Regions from separate parts of the Sus scrofa genome. Here regions 2 and 3 are each linked to region 1. A link is a contact called in public Hi-C and promoter capture Hi-C data. All regions are on one chromosome and are shown on one strand. The core of a region is the stretch at or near the end of the contact, and the rest is flanking DNA. Distances in the headings are between cores, read along the strand shown. Region 1 holds the start of PRICKLE1 (prickle-like protein 1). Region 2 has its middle 390 kb from the start of ADAMTS20. Region 3 holds the start of GXYLT1 (glucoside xylosyltransferase 1).

Region 1 (3,894 bases), core at 692-3,191:
TGCTACAAATGCCCACTGGTCCATCAAAGAGTACTTTCCCATGAAGATGCAGCTACAGAACTTCAGCGATACTGTTTTGCATTCCAGCCTCCACAAATTCTCTTCCACTGTGTCATTCAGTTTGTTGGGAAACTGCTTTCATTTGAAGGTCTCCATTGAGACAACAGACAGCCGCCCATAGATGCTAAGAGGAGAGTGGACTCTGCCCTTAAAAGCACTGATTTTCATGACCTCCATGGGTGGATAAATCATTTTGTTGGTCTTCCCAGAAGTTCTGGATTTTAGGTAAAGCCAAAATTTTACAGCTTAATAGAAGCATTTGTTACCCTGGCAAGATATACAGACCTAACTTAAAAGGGCAACTGCAATAAAATGCTGAGGACCAAGACAGCCTAGGTTGTTTCCCCCAGATTCCCATCAGTTACAAACACCAGGAACAAGTGGAATTATTTCATCTTTCCTGAGGGCTCTGTGATCAGAGGTTTAGAAACTCAGCCCTGAATCTAGAGGGGAGAAAGTTTCTACAGTGCAGGGAGATCTGAATCAGACTTGGAATTACAGAGCCCAGGGCTGAGGCCAAACATTCCCCAAGATTTGTAACATTTCCCCTTCCTCTGCCTTTAGATGTTATTGCTTTAATCCTTTTTTTACATCAACTCTGAATCTGTCGAGAATTCCCTTATTTTATTCCCAATGATAACTGAAACTCGTTATTCTGAAAATTTTTGAAATTGACTCTTTTGATTTTTCTTAAAGAAATAGAAAATGCATCAATCCCCTCTGCCCCTCCCACACATCCTCATCTTTTTGGAAGATGTTACAGTGTCCTAGAGGGTTGTGGAAGGGATTGAGAGGTCAATGAAGCCCCAGCTTTGCAGAGACACCTGTCAAGCTGGGCTCAGCGGCTGCCGCAGAGATGTGCCCTCTGTAACCCCAGGGGACACGGTACCCACACGGTGTGAGACTCCACTGATCTGAAGCTGGAAAGAGCGAGGGGTTTTGAGGTTCTAAGATGACACAGATGTCAGGGTAGAACTTTCAAACAAGCTAAGCCCCAATTCACCCTGAGCGACTTTGCCTGAGAGCCCAGCCCAGGAAACTGGGCAGACTGAAAACATGGAGAGCAGTCAGGCCGATGAAAAATGATCCTCGAGATCAAATTAATGCTTTAAACACGACCTGAAGTGCGCCACGCTAATTTGGATCGGGCCAGGGACATGGCGATGGGCTGAGGTTCTCCTGTGCAGTACCCAGACTTTGAGATTTCGATATGACCAGCACCGTCTAGGAGGGAAGGGAACGGACTAAAAGCCAAATCTTTGGTTGCTTGCTCCGAGGTGGAGACAGCCCAGAGGGGGGTTACACAAGGTAGGATCGAGTCCAAGCGGGCCCCCAGCAAGGCGAGGCGCGCGCCGGAAGGAATCTAAGTAAGAGTTTAATTAACTCTCCCCGCCCCCGCCCAAGTCAAAGGAAAAGAAACCCAAAGAGGCAACCCCCAAATCGTTTGATCAGAGGAAATTGGGTTTGTCTTTTCCCCCCCTTTCACCCTTCCTGTCTTTCCATCCATCAGAATGGTTTGTTTAAAAAAAAAAAAAAAAAGAAGAAGCCTTTAAAAGGGGGGGGGCGGGGCAGAGGAGACGACCCAACAGCACTTGAGAATCTGGGTTGTGCCCTTGCGAACTTCGTGCAACAGATCCCTGGCGCCCAGCTCAGCCCTCCCGCTGCGCCAAGCAAGTCCTGCACGCCCGGCCTCCCCGCGCCCTCTGCAGCAGGAGCCGGGAGCAGATCTTGCCTCTCGTGGCCGAGCAGGGGGCGCGTGGGCGCGCGAGCGTCCCGGATCCCGCGGCGGCATCCGCGCTCCGCGTTTTCGCTCGCGCCGGGCCCGCGGCCGAGGACGGGGTGCGCGGTGGCGCGGCGCGGGCTGGGCTGCGGGGCGCACTCTGCCTGCAACCCAGCGAGCGCCGCCTCCCGCGGCCGCCGCGCCCGACAGCGCGCCCCGGAGCGTGCCCGCCTCGCGCTGCCTGCACTGACCTCCGCGGGGGCGCCGCGGCCGCCCCAGCCACGTCCCGGGCTCCGGATGGTTCGCGTCCTGCCCACCCTCGCCCGCCCCTGACTCCGTGGACCGCAGCTCCGCAGACCCGCCGCGGCGCCGACGACCGTCTAGCCGAGTCCGGCTCCCTCGCCCGGGTGAGTGGGCTCCGCAGAAGGGCTACGGGTGCGGCGGTGGGGGGCGAGCGCGCAGGGGAAGGGCCGGGCAAGGTCCGCGTCATTGCGGGGGGTCATTGGCACCCAGGCTGGGTTGGTGTCGCAGAAAATGGGGGAGATGGGTATAATTGGTTTGTTGGGTTGTGTAGACAGCGAAAGCAGATACTGGGGCTGCAGTACCAAGAGGGCTTCGGATAGGCTGCACGCACGGCTCCGGTTTGCTGCATCACAACCAACTCTTGATTCTCTCCTGCGGGGAAACCCGCTCAGTGGCCCCAGAGTTAGGGCTCTGCGGGACGCAACGAGGCCAGGAAGGTTGGCCTGTGTCCGCCGCTTAGGATCGCCTGTCACCTACTGGCGTCCGCGGGGAGGGTGCGGATTCTCTCCTAAGGCTCTGGGGGAAAGGACCGATTGCTTTTTGGCTGGGGTGCACCAGCTCCCCGCTCCCCTCCCGCCCCAGCAGTGGTGTTTTCTGAATGTAACACGGATATGGGAAAGAATGGGAGCGTCTTCTTCCCTTTAGGGAGAAAAAGTTGAAGAAATCAGGCATGTTAATAATTAGCAGGACCGGGACTCAGGATGCAGCAGAAAGCTGTTAAATTTACATTGCCCTCTAAGAAAAACAAACGGCATCGCCGGCGACTATTGGCAGTGCGGTGTTATTCTGGGGACTTTGGGAAAATTGTCCACAGATTGTCTTGGGGAGGCTGAAGAAGGAGGTGGGGGTGGGGGAAGGATGGCTGGCTCCGCAGAGTTCCAGCTTGCCTAAGGAGGACTCAGAATCACAAGCCAAACACGTTTGGTTGCTGATTTTGAAGAGTATGGGAAGCAGCTGTTGTGGCCCTGAGCAAGGTGAGGAAGCCAGCACGGGAACTGCCTAAAGGAGAAGAGCCTGTGAGGCTCCTGCCTCTCCGGAGGAGTTCAGATGCATCTGTGCTATAAAAAGCGTGGGTATATATGTGGCTTTTCCTATGGCTTTTATGAAGGACAGGGTGTAGGTAATGAAATTCTGTGTGTGCCTGCGGTACAGTTTTGCCGACCTCCCAATTTGAATCAGTACTTCGGAAGGCAGTGTCTGCAGCCGACGTTACATAATTGATGTGGTTCCCCATCAGATATATTTTTTAATATGCTTCTGGAGTAAAAGGAACGTCCATCTGTTACTTCAGACAGACCCAAGGTGTAGACCGGTGAGGGTCGCTGCATGTTTGCCCGGTCTGGCTCCAGATGTGTGAGCTCAGCTGTTGCCTGTCACTTAGGTGACAACTGGCCTTTTCCCACTAAGCCTTTGCTGTCTCCATTATCCTGAGTGAAGTGTCAGTGTTCAGCCGCCTTCTATTATCGGAGTGGACTCTAACCCCTTGGGAGGCGGCAGCCTTGTTTGACCATCCCCAACAATATGTCTGTTTTCAGACTTGGAAGGGAAAAGAAAAAAAAAAAAAAATCCCATGACAGCAAGATCGATACATTTGGAATTGAGCACCAACTTAATCCAAAGATTCTGTTTTAATCAAGACAGTTCTGGAAGGATGACGCAATATTTGTCAAGGCTTTTTCTCTGGAACAATATTTACTCCCACCAGGGGATTTTAAACTTAAACAGCAGCCATTTATCTTGCTGTCTGGTGGGGCCCGGTTCGGCTTGCCTCCATGTGGTCCTAGCCTAGGTGGCTGGGCCTGGCCTGGGAT
Region 2 (3,894 bases), core at 567-3,066, 460 kb before region 1:
CCATCCCCTGTGAGATAGAAATTACCACTATGCTCATTTTAAAGATGAGGAAATTAGGGTTTAAAGAAAGCAAGTATGTGATGATGATGATTTGCTGCTAGTACATAGTGGACCACAATTTCCACACAGGGGTGATTTATTCCAAAGGCAAAACCATTTGTTCTACATTTCTGGGCTGCATGCTCTTCAAGGTATGGAGCTAAACTGGGTGAGCTAAGTTATTCATTTCTCCATCCCTGGTAGCTATCAGAATTTTCTGGGCATTTGACAAATGTTCTTGAATAAATGAGAGAATGAGTGAAGGAGTAGATGGATATTGTATACTTTATCTCACATGATATTCTCAGAAGAGTTGTAGAGACATAGATTTTGAAAAACAAATTCTATTCTGTTTATTTATTTCTTCATTTTTATTTTTATTTTTTTCTTTTTATGGCTGCACCTGCAGCACATGGCTGTTTCCAGGCTAGGGGTCGAATTAGAGCCACAGCTACAGGCTTACCACACAGCCACAGCCACACCAAATCCAAGACACATCTGCAACCCACACTGCAACTTGCGGCAATGCCAGAGCCTTAACCCACTGAGCGAGGCCAGAGATGGAAACCACATCCTCAAGAGGACAATGTCAGTTGCTTAATCCACTGGAGCAACAATGGGAACTCCACAAATCTTATTTTAAATATATTAGAGTATTTTTCTAGAAGGTATCCTATGGAGAATCTTCTTGCAAAGTTTATTTTAAAATTCTTTCTAGGCTGTCATATAGTGGGATTTGGATTGCATAAAGCAAGGTATAGCCACGTGGACAGAATGACATCAGGCTCATGCTATGAACCTCCCACAAAGTAACTTCCCATTCGGTCAGCACTGCTTTGGAGTCTATAAGGCAACACCCTGACCACCGGGGGCCCACCCAAGGAAAGAGAATTTGGAGCAGAGCCAAAGAAGAGCAATGAAAATGATTAAATGGTTGGAAAATTGCCTCTCTGAAGAAAGGTCACGGGAACAAGATCTATTTGGTACAGAAATATGAAGGGGCAAACCTACCAACATACTTCAAGGATGTGAAAAGGCATAGGCAGAGGTAAGCAGCTGTTTTTGATTTTTATTTATGGTGGTAAAAGTACAGGACAGCGATTTTCAATGCAGCATAAAGGGTTAGTCCTTATAAAGTTTTTAGAAAATAATGGACTTAATTAACCCCCAAAATCATTATATTTCTTTCTTTGGAAACTTTTGCAAAAAGACTCAACTTCCTTAGAAAAGAAATGTAATGTGTTTAGACCAGACTAGATAGAAAATACATATTTAGGAATGCGGTTAGGGAGAAAGGGTCTGGCTAAGATTTATGTATCTGTGTTATACACTTGGAAAATAAAAATCATATCCAGCAAATGGGGCTGTTAGGTAAGATCTTCATTGTTTTCCGCTTTATGTTTTTTCCTATCATTTACAAAAATTGAAATCCAAGTGTCTTGTGAGTAAACTATTTTGGAAAAATCTATCAAGCATGCAGTGAAAGACTTTTTGGCAAGAAACGTTGGAATCGTGAGCAATTTAAGCAATGATTTATGAACAATTACCCGGAGAATGACAAACCAATAACGCTAAAGAGGAGAGTGCTTAGGGTTATAAACAAGGCTGAGCTCACAGAGTAACCAATCTGAGTGTCTGCTTTCCTTATCTCTGGACAGCAGTGTTGGTGTCGATAACAAGACAGTTTATACAACTTAGAGGCACCCAGGACAGTGTCTATTTTGCCTTTACCCCGACGTAAGGTCTGTGAGCTGGACTTGACAGTAATGGTTTTGGTCCTGTGGAGCCATGTGAAAGTCTTAGGGGTTGAGCAATGTTTCTGTTGGATCGTGTTACTGCTGCATTGCTCTAATGTAGTATTAATATGATACAGATGTATTAATTTATGATGGTCTCATAGATATTGAAATATATTGGCAAAAGAAACATGTGGGAAGAGCTATGCAGGTCTGCTGAGACTTCTTCAATGATCCAAAAGAAGCCGGTTGCCAGAAAGAAGCCCACTTGCCAGAGAGCAACCACACTGTCTAGACTGCCTAAATTGGTGGTATGGGAAAAATGCTGAAAGCAGATAATTGAATCAAAATGGCATATATACCTGCCACTCGGGTCGCCAGGAAAAATAAAAATCTGATTCGTTGTAAATACCAGTGATCTAAAGTGTGGCTTGACTCTGTTTTCTCCCCAGAGATTATCATCTTCAATTCAGTTCTTCAATGGAAAAAATAAATTCAAGAGGCGTTCTCGCCACACAAGGAATTCTTTGTTCAGACTGGCTACTGACATTCCAAGCAAACTTAGCCTCAAGATAATGTTATCCTCTCTGAGAATGCAGACGCTTTTTTCCTCCCCATCATCGACTTGCTGACATTAAAGACAGTCCCCACTTTCAGATACCACGTGTTTGTTACAAATGCAACTTAACGGAGCACGGCTGCAAGGCCAAGGCTGGCTGGTCTTGTGTTACATCCTGATTATGCATGAGCAATGGATGTGAGGGAAAGTAGCTCTGGTTGGTGAAAAATGAAATCTGAGCCTTTATGAGTCAATGTCCCATAAGAGGTCTGGTGACAAGCAGGCCCCCCAGAATGAACTGGTGAAAGGTGAAAACTATCTGTATCTGTCCACGAAATAAGCAGAGACCTTTCTTCTGAACATTATTTTATTTTAATTTTATTACAGTTGATTTACAGCATTTTGTCCATTTCTGCTGCACAGCATAGTGATCCAGTCATGCATGTATACATACATTCTTTTTCTCATACTCTCTTCCATCATGGTCCTTTCCAGGAGACTGGAGGTAGTTCCCTGTGCTCTACAGGAGGATCTTATTGTTTATCCTTTCTAAATACAATAATTCGATGCACCAGCTCCAAACTCCCAGTCCATCCCACTTCCTCCCCTCTCCCTCTTGGCAACCACAAGTCTGCTCTCTATTGAAGCAGGTGCTTTTTATAATTGCTACTTAAACTGTGAAGCAGAGGGCATCTTTAGACCATCTTCAATCTTGAAGCAGGCTTATTTTCCACGCTCTTTCCAAGTTTCCTATTTTCATTATCAGTATATATTGCAGTTAGGTTCATGCCTTGAGGGACCATTTCTGCAGCTATCGAATTCTTAAAATCACATAGTTTTTCATCAGGCCTCAGTTTAAGACTTGAATCTGGAGCTATTTTTCCTGAATTGGCAAGAGGTAAGAGGAAAGTAAAAGAACTTTTGTGGAGACTGCTTCCAAAGAAAGTTGTTTTTTAACAACATTTTTGGTCACATCGAAAACAGGGACTGTCTCCAGAAAGAAAGATTCTATTGAGTTTTCTCCCAGATTTTGTGGAGTCAGCTGCTTATAGATTTCATAAAAGCCTAGATAACTTCAAAACACTTTCTGCCCCACACAGTGTGGACAAGAAGGTGAGTATAGATGATATTGAGAATACTTAGATGAATATTTTGCCATCTCCAATCATTTTAAAGTAAATTTTCCATGGTTCTTTTTTAGAAGGAAGAAAAATACATTTCTTCCTTATGTTATATTAGTCCCTTATACCACCAAAACACTGGGAAATAAATGTTACCCCAGACTGCGAATGTGGCAGAGTGATTCTGAATTTCTTTCTTTCTATCTATTTATCTATCTAATGTTTCCTAATTATATATTCATCGAGTACTTACTTTGGACTTAGCGATGATAGATAGATGATAGATCAACAGATATGTGATATATAGATAAATATTTGTTATACGTCCTTTTCTCCCATGAATGTTCAATAATTTAAAAAATATTTTTGGAAACACCCAAAGCCACAGCACAGAATATGGCCATCAAATGTGAAGACAGCTAAACTTTGTAGCATCAAG
Region 3 (3,894 bases), core at 532-3,031, 420 kb after region 1:
AAGTTTATTGTGTACACACCAAAAAGACAGTTAGCAAACTTGGAGCACTCAAACCGAAATATGGGGTGAGGCTCAGAGGTATATTGTAAAGCAGCCTATATAGTGTGAAGACAGTATTTATTATTTGCAGTGATTGGTTAAAATTCTAAAATTAAAATTTTATTTTTTTGTGGCTTAAACTTCAAACATTGGATATTTTATTCAGCTGCTCTTCTTTTTAATATTCTTTCTTCTATGTTTCAGGTGTACAGCATTATAATCCAACATCTATCTGCTGCAAAGTAATCACCACCTGAGTCTAGTTATCATTCATCCCCATACAGTTGACCCCCTTCACCCATTTGCCCATCCCTCCCCTAGAATTTTCTTGAATGAAAGAGAATCAGTTCATGGTTACCTCATATCAATTTGGGGGAACTATTTAAGTTCTGCTTATGATTTTCAGATGCATAAGCAAGAAGTTACCCAGGTCAAGTTGACCTTGCTTATCCTGTAAAATAAGCTCAATTGCTTTGCTTGTTTTGGTTTTGTCTGCTCAGGGAATTAAGTCTGGTCTCTGTATTTGGTTTTAACTTATATGAAATGTCTGTTGACCAAGACCACAGATAGAACTGATACCTCCTTTGTGTGTGTGCCCACACCTTTACAGGCTTATAGCCTAAAGTCTTTATGGTTGCATTGAACTTATTTACAAGTATCCACTGTCCCACCCCATGCCCCTTCTAGACGTCTTTGTACCCAAAGGAACTGAGTGATGCTCCATAAATGCTCAATAAATGGAGTGGAAATACGGCTGAGAAAGAGGGAAAAGAAAAGGAAAGCTAAAGACAAAGCTCTTTAGGGAGAGTATTAATTGTTTTGGATATGCAAATAATGAGTCATAAGGATGATCCAAAAGGGAGGACCTCATGGATGGGTGGCAGGATACGCATCCTCAACATCATGACGTAATTAGATGTTGGGTGACAACGCTTGTGGAGGATGGAGCTTAAAAAATGGCTTAATGCAGAGTTCGCATCGTGGCTCAGCGGTTAGGGAACCCAACTAGCATCCCTGAGGACGCGTGTACGATCCCTGGCATCACTCAGTGGGCTGAGGATCCAGTGATGCCCTGAGCTGTGGTGCAGGTTGCAGAGGCGGCTCGGATCCAGCGTTGCTGTGGCTGCGGCGCGGGCCGGCAGCAGTACCTCCGATTGGACCCCCTAGCCTGGGAACCTCCAAATGACGTAGGCATAGCCCCCAAAAGACCAAAAAAACAAAAAACTTAATGACGAGCCTTCTCAGTCCAAGGTGTTTATCATGCGTTAAGCACTTTAATCTTTAAAACCACCCTAAGATGAGGATATCCTCTCCATTTTAGAGACGATCAAACATGCTCGGAAAATTGAGGTTGCTCAACATCCCAAGCTACCATGTGGAAGAACCATAATTAGAATTTGGGTCAGCTGCTTCCAACGCTCTGCTAGTTTCGCTGCACCTCTCCTCCACAGTTGGGAGCCGCAAGGTTCCGCGGACTCGCCCGCCGGGAGGGTTGCACTACCCCGGGACCCTGCGCGAGCCGCAACCCTCGCGCCCCAAGCCACCCGGCGCCCCCAGCCCTCCGCTTTCAGTGCGCCGGCGCGTCTGGCCGCCCGCCCTCTGGGGAGGGGCCCGGGGCGGAGGCAGTATCGGGGCTCCGGGGCGGGGTGTTAGCGCGCTCGCTAAGGTGGTGGGCGGGGAGGGAAGAAGGAAGGGGGAGGGCGCGAGGCCGCAGCGGAGGAGGAACTGTTGCGCCCGCGGCTGCGCGGTGCTGCTCCCTCCGCTCCAGTTCGCCCGAGCGGGCGCGGCGGCGACGGCGGAGGTGGCGGCGCGGGCCCGACGGGATGCGGCGCTACCTGCGCCTCGTGGTACTGTGCCTGGCCTGCGGCTTCTGCTCGCTCCTCTACGCCTTCAGCCAGCTCGCCGTGTCCCTGGAGGAAGGTGCGGGCGGCGGTGGCGGGAAGCCGCAGGCCGCAGCGGCTTCCTGGCTCGGGGGCGGCGGGCGCGGCGCCGCAAGAGGGGCGGGCAGCGCGGGCCAGGCGGCGCATCCCGGCCGGTCGGACAGGTACGAGCGGTTCCCTGTCGGGGGGCTGGGGCGAGGGGCGCCGAGTCGCGGGTCTCGATTTGGCCGGGGCTGCACGAGGGGCCGTCCCGCGCCTCCCGCCACCGGGCCCGCGTCTCCCGCTTCTTTGCTGCCGACTCTGACCCCCTTTGCTCGTTTCCCTCCTTCCCCTCACCCTGGGGGTGAGCCTGGCGCTACTCCAGCCTGAAAGCACCCACGCTTTTTGTGTTTGTCTTCTTACCCATTGGTTATGCACTATTCAAAGCAGTTAGAAATTAATTTTCAACTTTTAAATGATAGTTGCATCTCCCCCCCACCTTCTTAGGAGTCATTGAAAATTAGAGGGTCCTACAAAAGCCTCTTGCTGTTTGGCTAGTGGGAATTCCCTCTTGTTTCCATGGCGTTCAAGTTGAGATATTTAAACATCGGGCTGACTCCCTAGTTCAGTTTCCACCCCCTCCTGAATGGGACGTCTCATTTTCTTGTTAACGCTTACATTTTTCATTAGCCGGTTAGTTAAATCTGGACAGAGCATTTTATAAGGATTGTGAATTTTTCTTTAGGAAACAATCGGTCTATTGTGAAACTTATAGCGAGTTAAGAAAAATAAGCGATACTTAAGCTCACGTCCTTTGTGAGTTGGGATAGAGGTGGCTTTCTTTAAGAATCGGAGTTTAAAAAGCAGCATAGTGACTTAAGTGGATTTACGCAAATCACTGCCAGCGTTGAAATCAACGTGAGATTTAAGCGAAAAAAAGAATGCAGCGCATTACGAATGCTTAACCAAATCTGAGCGTTTCCACTTCCTTGAAAAAGAGGCGCCTCTCTTACTCGGGAGAGCTCCCTTAACAAGAGGCAAAAGCTGCTTTGATATTGGAGAGTATCGGGTTGGTTGGAGGAGTGCAGGTCAGCTGTAGGCTGTTTAACATTCTTCTGAGAGTTGATGGTCATTCCCAAAATGAAAGGGGACGTTTGAACAGAGGAGCAGAGCCCATGGAAAAGCTGGATTGTCATGATTTCACCCAGGGGTTTGATTACAGTCAGGACTTTGTTCATAAAAGCAGAACTACTTCCAGAGCCAGGTTTGTGAACGCTCAGTTATCTGTCCTGGGAGAGGCAATAACTGAAGATCTGGATAAACTCATGAAAAGCTGGTCATGGTCTATTACGCTGGAGTGAAGCATTTAAAGTTATGGGGAAGGAACTATTTTTGCATTGGGTAGAATTATAAGGAAGCAACATTTTAATCAAAACATTGAGTGAAATTGGACTCATTTCGACTTGATAGGGTAACATTCACTTTTAGTGCCTGCCTTAGATACTTATATATTATTTTGTGACTAATTTTTATAAGCTATATGTGCCTGGCCAGCTAATTTTAACAAAGTTGCATTATTTAAAATTCAGGAAATAAACACCTCAGTTTTAATAAATATTTTGTAGCGCCATTTCTGGAATCTTAAGTTTGATGTCTCAGAGTCCAGTCAGCCAGAAAGCTGTTTTTCTTCTGAGCAGCATAACTCCTCGTTTTAAATGAGGCCAGCATTTAAGCTAAAATTGAAGGTGTATCATTCTTTACAAAATATATGCATGTATAAGGAGAAGTTTGGGCAGAGGAGCAACCTGGAAAGGCTGAACTGTCATGTTTTTACCCTATGAATTCATTGAAGTCGGCAGAATTCCTAAGACATCAGGACTCTTTTCATTTTAGATATTATCATTTTTAACCTCTTTTTAGATTTCTCATAGAGTTTAGTCAACTTTTTTGGCCACCATGGGGTATGGATGGAGTAGGTATTCTTAGCCTCTTTTCC

The links. Promoter capture Hi-C pulls out the DNA fragments that hold promoters and counts their contacts. A called contact is a pair of places that touch in the nucleus more often than the background predicts.
Region 2: a Hi-C map of skeletal muscle shows a contact between it and region 1, with 5 times the contacts expected there. The contact joins the enhancer-like site here to the promoter of PRICKLE1 in region 1. A contact is called at or near these places in 6 of 47 Hi-C or Micro-C datasets (embryonic fibroblasts, fetal skeletal muscle, heart right ventricle and 2 more).
Region 3: a promoter capture Hi-C map of liver shows a contact between it and region 1, with 2.6 times the contacts expected there. The contact joins the promoter of GXYLT1 here to the promoter of PRICKLE1 in region 1. A contact is called at or near these places in 1 of 5 promoter capture datasets (liver) and 4 of 47 Hi-C or Micro-C datasets (embryonic fibroblasts, fetal heart ventricle and subcutaneous adipose tissue).

What each region holds. Positions count from the first base shown.
Region 1 is chr5:73,824,576-73,828,469 of Sscrofa11.1, reverse strand. It overlaps PRICKLE1 (prickle-like protein 1), which reads left to right and starts at 1,941. Exons shown (of 8, transcript XM_021092560.1): 1 at 1,941-2,187.
Region 2 is chr5:74,285,208-74,289,101 of Sscrofa11.1, reverse strand. No RefSeq gene overlaps it. Among named protein-coding and RNA genes, the nearest start is that of ADAMTS20, 390 kb to the left of the region's middle. Within about 2 kb of position 1,816, at least 9 of the 83 cell types and tissues checked have an H3K27ac peak or open chromatin away from gene starts, as enhancers often do. A contact at or near this core is called in fetal skeletal muscle and skeletal muscle, where this site is marked.
Region 3 is chr5:73,406,197-73,410,090 of Sscrofa11.1, reverse strand. It overlaps GXYLT1 (glucoside xylosyltransferase 1), which reads left to right and starts at 1,781. Exons shown (of 10, transcript XR_002344161.1): 1 at 1,781-2,083.